3 separate regions of the Mus musculus genome follow, and regions 1 and 3 are each linked to region 2. A link is a contact called in public Hi-C and promoter capture Hi-C data. All regions are on one chromosome and are shown on one strand. The core of a region is the stretch at or near the end of the contact, and the rest is flanking DNA. Distances in the headings are between cores, read along the strand shown.

What was found. Promoter capture Hi-C pulls out the DNA fragments that hold promoters and counts their contacts. Hi-C and Micro-C count contacts between places; a contact is called where the count stands out from the background.
Region 1: a contact with region 2 is called in a promoter capture Hi-C map of pre-B cells, with 5 times the contacts expected there. The contact joins the promoter of Lamp1 here to the promoter of Abhd13 in region 2. A contact is called at or near these places in 2 of 39 promoter capture datasets (cranial neural crest and pre-B cells).
Region 3: a Hi-C map of muscle stem cells shows a contact between it and region 2, with 6 times the contacts expected there. The contact joins the promoter of Cul4a here to the promoter of Abhd13 in region 2. A contact is called at or near these places in 2 of 484 Hi-C or Micro-C datasets (CD4 T cells and muscle stem cells).

The regions. Positions count from the first base shown.
Region 1 is chr8:13,157,783-13,160,482 of GRCm38.p6, forward strand. Lamp1 (lysosomal-associated membrane protein 1) reads left to right here and starts at 1,379. Exons shown (of 9, transcript NM_010684.3): 1 at 1,379-1,652. The coding sequence starts at 1,607.
Region 2 is chr8:9,976,410-9,979,134 of GRCm38.p6, forward strand. It overlaps Abhd13 (abhydrolase domain containing 13), which reads left to right and starts at 1,308. Exons shown (of 2, transcript NM_001081119.1): 1 at 1,308-1,610. It also overlaps a transcript of Lig4 not described here.
Region 3 is chr8:13,104,370-13,107,069 of GRCm38.p6, forward strand. Cul4a (cullin 4A) reads left to right here and starts at 1,254. Exons shown (of 20, transcript NM_146207.3): 1 at 1,254-1,534; 2 at 1,825-1,940. The coding sequence starts at 1,387. Pcid2 (PCI domain containing 2) reads right to left here and starts at 974. Exons shown (of 14, transcript NM_178708.3): 1 at 406-974. The coding sequence starts at 441.

The sequences.
Region 1 (2,700 bases), core at 129-2,628, 3.2 Mb after region 2:
TTTTGCTTGAATATAGGGTAGGCCTGTGCATCATAGGCAGGTGTGGTGTGCCCTCAGAAGTCAGGAGAGGGCATCAGGCTCCCCGGAACTGGATAGTTGTGAACCATGTGAGTGATGGGACTGGAACCAAGGTCCTACACAAATGAGCCATCTCTCCAACCACTCTTATTCTCCGGTCACAGAATAAACTAGTCCACTACATAAACAGCTTTTAAGTTTTGTTACTGGGTCTACAATTCTGAGGAGGAAGAACTCAGCTTGAATGAAAAATCTGTTAACAGGAGGAATCCTCAAGCTAAAACTTGAGGACTTCAAGGTAGATCTGGTGGTCTCCGGCCTTTAGTCCCAGCACTCTGAAGGCAGAGGCAGGCTGATCTCTTGAGTCTGAGGCCAACCTGTCTAAGTAATGAGTTCTAGGATTGCCAGGGTTATATAGAGAGACCCTGTCTCCAAAACAATATAATAACATAAAAGCTCAGATTATTCATGCCATGGTGGCACACACCTGTAATCTCTGCGCTCCTGACAGGATGATTGCCCAGAGTGTGGGGCCAGCCTGGTCCATGCGAGTTCCAGGTCAACCTGGGCTTTAGGGTGACGCCATGTCCCCAAACATCAAACCAATCCTCGAGTTTTGAGTGTGACATTCACAAAAGAGGAAAATACTTTAGTATTGAACTCTTCATGGAAATAGTCATCTCAGGTAAGATGACCATCCACATGCCCTTAAGCAGCCAGGAATGGTCAAGAACACTGCGCCCACACACATCATCTGAGCACTCAGGAAGCAGAGGCGGGCTGATCTCTGAGTTTGAGGCCGGCTAAAGATATATTCTGAAATCCTATCTCTTAAAAAGTATCTTTTCCACATCTCCCACCATCTACGTATCCTAAAGGACTGTCCTCTGCCTGGATCACCGAATGGGACACATTCGGGGCTGACCCTAGACACTAGTATGTGAGCCTGAAAGTGGAGGTCAGCCTGGGCCTGGGGCACGGGTCTAGATGGGAATACCCACCTCGAAATGGATATGCACACTGTCCTGGGATGTAAACACTGGTATTGACCTAGACATGGCTCTCAACCAAGACTACCACTGGGCTGCAGGCCTTCAGGGGCTTGGACCTGAACTGTGGCATGTAGCTGGCCTACGGGGCTCAGTCCAGCCTTCATGGCTTCCTGTTTCCATCTTCACTTTCTCCGACAGCGTTTCTCCTTCCCTTACTCAAAGCCACAACCTACTTTCCATTTCGGGACACTCGGGAGAAAGGCCGTGGGGGGGGGGGGGGGAAGGGGGTGGGGAGAGGGCAAGATATCACGTGGTCCAGCGCCCACGTGATGCCGACTGGCACGTGACCACATCACGTGCGGAACGGAGCCTCCCGAAGAAGTGAGGAGTAAGCTGGCGGTCCACGGGCTCTCGCGAGACCCTCGGCTCACGTGACCGGCGGGCGCGGCACTGCTCACGTGACAGGCGCTGCCGGCCGCAGGGTCCTCTCCGTGCCGGCGCCGCAGCTGCGGGGCCTCTCGAGTCGGTGGACGCGCCCTCCCGCCGGCCTCGCCGCCCGCGCAACCGCCGTCCTCCGGCCTCGGCTGCGTCGCGCCATGGCGGCCCCCGGCGCCCGGCGGCCGCTGCTCCTGCTGCTGCTGGGTGAGCCCGAGAGGGAGGGAGAGAGAAGGAGGGCCGGGCGGGGTCGGTGTCTCGGGACGGACGGGAACAGAGCGGCAGGCCGGGCGGGGACGGGGCGCCCGGAGCCGCGGGCGTCAAGAAGGCCTCGAGCCGGCCCGCCCGCTCCGCAGTGGCGCTCGCCGCCTGGGAGCCCGTGCGGGCCTAAGGACGTAGGTGCGGGTTGGGAGCCCAGTCTGAGCCGCTCTGGAAGGAGCTGGGCTGGAGTTCCTGCCAGGCAGTGCTGCTGGCTCTGAGCTGCCTTGTGAGAGGACTGGGTGCTGCCTCGGACCCTGCCTGGGGTGCCGGGTGCCCTTCCTCGCCGCTGTATCCCGGCAACGCGGAGCGTTTCGCTGCGGTGCCAGCATCTTCAGGACGGGAGAGAGGTGGCTGGCCAAATCTCCTGGGCACAGAGGCTCACACCCCCAAATTCTGTGACTGTGACTTTATGGAATTCGTTTACCCTTTCTTTTATTTTGCTACTTGTGTGAACTCTCTGGTCCGTGAGAGGTGCGCTTACTCGGCGGTCTTAACCCAGAAGCCTTGCTAAGGGGACCTGTGACCCTTCACGGTTCAGGAGTTGTAGCTAATATACGAGTTGCCGAAACAAGTTCTGTTGTGTCAGAATGGCTTGGTAACTAGCTGGAGTTCAATCTCCAGCACAGCCAAAAACGACTTAAACCCTTAGACTGTTTTATACTTTTAAAATGGGGGGAGGGGTGTCTCACCACCACGCTGGCCTGAAACTCACAGGTTCAGGTTCTCGTAGTCTCTGCTTCCTAAATGCTGATTGGGATAAAATCCAAAGGACAGCCAGGTTAGGCCTCTTCATGTTTTTCAAACTACCTTGTGGCTTGCATAGTGGTTTATACCTTTAATCCTGAGCTAGTGTCAGGACGATCTCTTTAACAAGCCATTCTGGTCTATATAATGAGTTCTAAGACAGCCAGGACCGGAGACCCTGTTGCAAAAATGAAATAAATAAACGAATGAATGAATAAACTAAACTAATCAGTGGTGGCTCACACTTGTT
Region 2 (2,725 bases), core at 58-2,557:
GCGAGCCTGCCGGCTTTTAAAGGCACAGGCGAGGCAGGGGCGGGCCGGCGCGGCGGCTCAGAGCGCCTGCGCAGCGCGCCTCCACTGTCTCTGCCTGTAGCAAAGGATGTTCGGTCCCTCGCCGCTGGATGTCATCGTTGAGCCGAATTTGAGGAACTTGGAGCCTGGGTTGCTGCCCTGACAGGACTGGCTTCTGAAGACTTCCAGGACAGAAGAGAATCCTCCCACCTAAAAAGTCTAGGGCTCCAGAAAAAGACTTTTGCAAAATTAATTCAGGTTCTGTGTTCTTGGTAGCCTTTTCACTGTGCAGAAATAATACATAATAATAAAAATAATTATGTATTACATAGTAATAAATAATTCATGGCGCAGAAACATACTTACATGGACTAAAGGCTTTTCAATGGTGCTCGGTGATTTGGAATAAAGCTAGCTGATAGTGTTATTGAACACCTTACTGTCACTCAATAACTATACTAGATACTCAAAATAGAAGTATAAACGTACGCTCCACGTCTCAGAAACTCTTACTTTCCACTGGCATTGGTGGCTATGACCTGCCCTACTCCACCAATAAGAGTTCAGAAATTATAGGCAAAGTGTGGGGAACACTTTCTTTGAAGGTGAAACTTTGCAGTCCTGGTGAGACACTAGAGTGTCAATTGCTTTCAGGGGTTGTCTAATGTGTTTACGCTGCATTTCACAAGGCCGACAGTCCAGGGCTAGTTTAAAGTGGGGCCAGATCCTACGGCTCCGTGTGGCCAGTTATTTTCTCTGTAGTTTCCCTTAGTCTCACGATAGTTTCCCTGTGGTGTTGCAAAGCCACACGTTACTGTACAGGAGCATCAGCGGTGCTCGTACAGCTTGTACAACTCTTACACATCCGTGTCTTATTCAACTGCTCCTGCGCTCCGACGTCAGGCACAGGTCGGGCTCTGCTTTACTGATACGAAAGAACCACAAATTATGAGCCGAGAAAAGCTATTAGTTAATTCAAAGCTCTTGCTCTAATGTGCTTTTTAGCTGCATGGTTAATGGAGAACCAAATTTGTTTTATCCTCAGAGTGGGGGGAAAAAAAAGTAAAAAGGAAGGGCATAACTACCTGAAAGTTAGGCATGGTGGAAGAGAAAGTTTAGTGCAGATAAGTGAAAGAGCATAGCCAAGAGCAGGCACATTTGGGAGAGGAGGGGAGAAGAGGAGAGAAGAGAAACTCCTTGTTCTCCGAAATGTGTTCAGGCAGCAGTTGACTGGAAACGCCGAGATGTATCTTGCCCCTACGGGCTACCGTAGCATGAAGGCGGAGCCCAGTGTCCTGCGCATGCGCATAGGGGTGCACAGGTTGGCTTCGCGCTCCCGGGAGGAAGCTGGAGAACAGGTTATGTGGGGGCCGGCGGGGTTATTTGCCAGGGACACCGCGCGCGAGCCGGAAGTGGAGGCTGCGCCAGCTGGGCCCGCCGCGCCGCAGGAGCTCCGGGCTAGACAGTGGCGACGGCGGCCCCTCGGCGGGAGGAAGACGATGAGGAGCGGCGGGGGCGGCGCGGGGCCTCGCTGCAGCGCGGAGCCGGGTTCCGAGCCCGCGGCCGACTGCGCAGCCCGCCCGCGAGCCTGAGTAAGTGCGGCGGGGACGCGGGCGGCCTCCCCGACCTCCTCACCCCGCAGCTCGGATTCGGGAGCCCGTATCTACTCCCAGAACAGTCGGCCAGCAAACCCCGGGCTTGGGTCGGAGGGACTGGGCGCGTTTGTCTGTAACAGGTGCAGACCTGCTAACCTCGCAGCTGCGGGCGACGGGGCCATAAAATCCAGAGAGTTGTCGCACACTTGAAGTCACTGGGCCTCTTTTTTTTTTTAGCCATTGGTGTGAAGCGAGAATGCATCAGGGAGTGTGCTTGGCTGAGCTGGCAACCTAAAGTAAACCTTTAGTTGTGCACTTGTCTACCAGGCAGCAGGAACCAAGTGACACACTGGCTTTAAGTTTGAACGTTGGGTTTTGTTTTGTTTTTTGTCGATCTGCTCTGTCTTTTGGCATGAATTAGTCCTTATGTGTGTGTGTGCTTAGACATGTTCTTCTCTAAAGCACTGTTTTATCTCACTGAGAATTAATGATTGGCAGTGCAGAGTTATGTCACAGCTGTGCTACCAAAGACTTGACTCAGTTGAGCTGGGATTGAGTTGGACTTGCTCTGTACCTTCGGCCTTGCTACGCGTTGAAAGCGTCCGATGGAGTAACATAAGGTCACTGCCATCACGGAACTCCCAGCCTATATAAGCAGGCTCATCACCCCCTTAGTAAATAGTGCCACATGAGTCGGCCCAGGCTACAGGATGGAACTGGTGACACTGGGAACGAGGTCCGAGGAAAGCTTGCTGGAGGACCTGTAGTCTGAGCTGGGTCTCCACAGAAAAATAAAGCTTCACTCTAATAACTTGAGTCACTGCCGTGATTTAACTGGGATTCGCAGTGCTTACTGAGACTTGCTTTGCTGCGATAGATAAGAAAATGCTTGAATTTTGACTCAGAGGTGGCAGCATTTTATCACCACATCCTGGAAATAGGTATTAGAAAGACCGGGCAAGCAGAAGGCTAGCTGACTTGTACATGTACAGCCACAGGTAGCACTTGGCCTGCTGCCTTTCGCCGGAACGTTGGATGCTCTCCCAGACAGTTCAGAAACTCAGGCACTGGGCTGTCAAGTCTTTGTTTCTCTAGTTCGTTCATCCTCCCAA
Region 3 (2,700 bases), core at 4-2,503, 3.1 Mb after region 2:
CCAGGTGTGTTGCCTAGTGGGATTCACATCTTCAACACCCTAGAAGACGCAATCACGGCCCTCCACCCGGATGCAACAGTGTTTGCCTGTGCCACTCCCAGGCTTTAAGTAAAGCCTTGATGGGCACCGCTGCCAAGAGACACAACGTGCTTCGTGCGGACAGCAGCGCTGACTACACAGACAACCGTTTCTACAAGTGGCCCCGATCTTGCTACCTCCACCTCGGATCCTCCTCCTCCTGGTCCACCGGGCAGCACCTGCAACTTCCGAACAAGGCAGGCTGCCCACCGCGTGCAGCACACCCTCCTCGCCTCGAGGCCAGCCGCAGGACCCCCGGCACCGTCCGACCCGGCCCCAGGACTCACCCCTCGTGGCCCGTAGGCCAGGATACCAAGCGAAACCCACCTGCTGTAGGTACTGGTTAATGGTGATGTGCGCCATAGCGGCGGCCGCGGGTGTTGAGTGCCTCACTTCCGGCGCAGGTCCGTTTCCGCTCCTTGTCCCCACACGGTAACCTCTGCACGTTGGTTCCGGAGCGGGTGAAGGTGGAGCGAGCCGAGCCGAGCCGAGCCGAGCCGGTGGTGAGAGCACTTCTTTGGGGGCAGCTGTCAGCGCGGTCGCCGGGACGCCTCGGGTGCGGCGGGGGCGCGCGCGAGGGCGGAGGACTGACGTGGAGGAGTTCCCAACCGACTTGGGAACGTGTCCCTGGTCACGTCGGTGTGCTAGCGACCCGATTCCTCGCACCCCTCTCCCATGAGGGTGACCCGATCCCCAACCCTCCGTGTGCAGAGGCGCTCCTGACTCTCCCGGAACCAAAGTCCAGAGCCCACTGGGAAGGCGTCCCGCGCACTCCTAGGATGTGTTCCTGAGTCCTCCCACATCTCACACTGGGGCACCCCAGATAAATGGGTGCAGAGCATCCCGTCCCCAACCCCTCGGCGCGCTAGCGCACGGAGCAGCATCCCTGAGCATCCTAGGTGTAAGGTGATCCAGGAGGCAAGGTTGCCGGGTGCTTTTATCCACTCAAGTCCTCGCCGGGGTGTCCTCGTCACGGCCCTCGACGTGACGTGGGGCGGCGAGCTCCGGAGCCCTCGGTGCAGGTGTCACGGCGCCCTCTCGCGAGCATTCGTTGTAGAACGCCTGCGAGTCCCCGAGCCCTCCTTGGGCGGAGTTCGCGCATAGGAGGAGGAGCCGGATCGTTCCGGTGCGCGCCGCGGCGGTTGGGCCTCGGGCGCGCGGACCCGGCCGCGAGCAGAAAGAGGAGGAGCCGAGCGCTCACGGGCGGAGCCCGACAGCAGCAGGAGGAGGAGCCGGGCGCGCACGGAGCGGGCGCAGGGCAGGAGGAGGAGCCGGGCGGCGCGGGGCGGGGCGGCGTCCGGCCCAGCCATGGCGGACGAGGGCCCTCGGAAGGGCAGCGTCTCGGCTCTCATGGGCCGCACCAACGGCCTCACCAAGCCCGCGGCGTTGGCCGGTGGCCCCGCCAAGCCGGGGGGCACGGGAGGCTCCAGGAAGCTGGTCATCAAGAACTTCCGAGGTGGGTGCGCTCCGGTGAGGAGCGAACGGGGCGGCCGGCGGGTCGCGCGCTCGGACAGGGCCTCCTGGGGCTGCCCGGCAGGCCCTGTCCCCGCGCCCCGGCCCGCCTGGTTCCCGCACTGTCCCGTCTCGGCGCCGCAACCCGACTTGTCCCTGCACCTCACGCTCCGCCACGTCCCCGCGCCCCAGCTGGCCCCGATCCCGCACCTCCTGGCTAGCCCGGCCGGGCCCTGCCTCGGTGCCCCGGCCTGTGCTGTCCCCGCGCGGCCGTTGACCCTCTCTCCCCCACAGACAGGCCGCGGCTGCCTGACAACTACACTCAGGACACGTGGCGGAAGCTTCACGAAGCGGTCAAGGCCATCCAGAGCAGCACATCCATCAGGTACAACCTGGAGGAGCTGTACCAGGTGAGCGGCGGCGAGGGCCTGCGAGCACCTGGCTGGGTTCCTCCTCCAGCAGCCACCGGGGCCAACGCTAGGGAGGCCCGCCCGTCCGCCCGCCCGCCCGGGGAGAAGCTGCGGCCCGAGCCTTCCCTAGCGGAAGCCGCGAAACCCTGGGTCAGCAGGTGTTTCTATGGATCGCCGCCCTGGATTAGTGCTGTGTGTTGAGGCTTAGACCAGGCTGCTTAGGAGGTGTACGTTTTCCCAGCGCCAGAAGAAAGGAGGTGTTTGGAGCTAAGAGGCACAGAGCCCCCAGCAGTCTTCAGTGTTATCAGAGTGCCAGTGTGTTATACATGGAACTCAGTACGGCCCCACTTGCTAGTAGGGTCCCTGGGTTGTGACACACACACCCCCTCCCCAACACACACACACTGTTTTGTAGTTTAATTATTGCAAATAAGGTTGCAGACAGATTCTGGTAGGGTTTTTGTTTTGTTTTGTTTTGTTTTTTTTTGAGACAGGGTTTCTCTGTGTTGCTCTGGCTGTCCTGGAACTCACTCTGTAGACCAGGCTGGCCTTGAACTCAGAACTCCACCTGCCTCTGCCTCCCGAGTGCTGGGATTAAAGGTGTGCGCCACCACGCCCGGCGATTCTGGTAGTTTTAACTTAAAGACAAGTTGTGTCTGCAACAGGGGGGGAAAATCATCCGAAGTACATTTTGCTGTTTCAAGCACACTTTTCTGTCATGGTTTTATACAATAACTGCTAAATATTCTGTGTTTTAGTT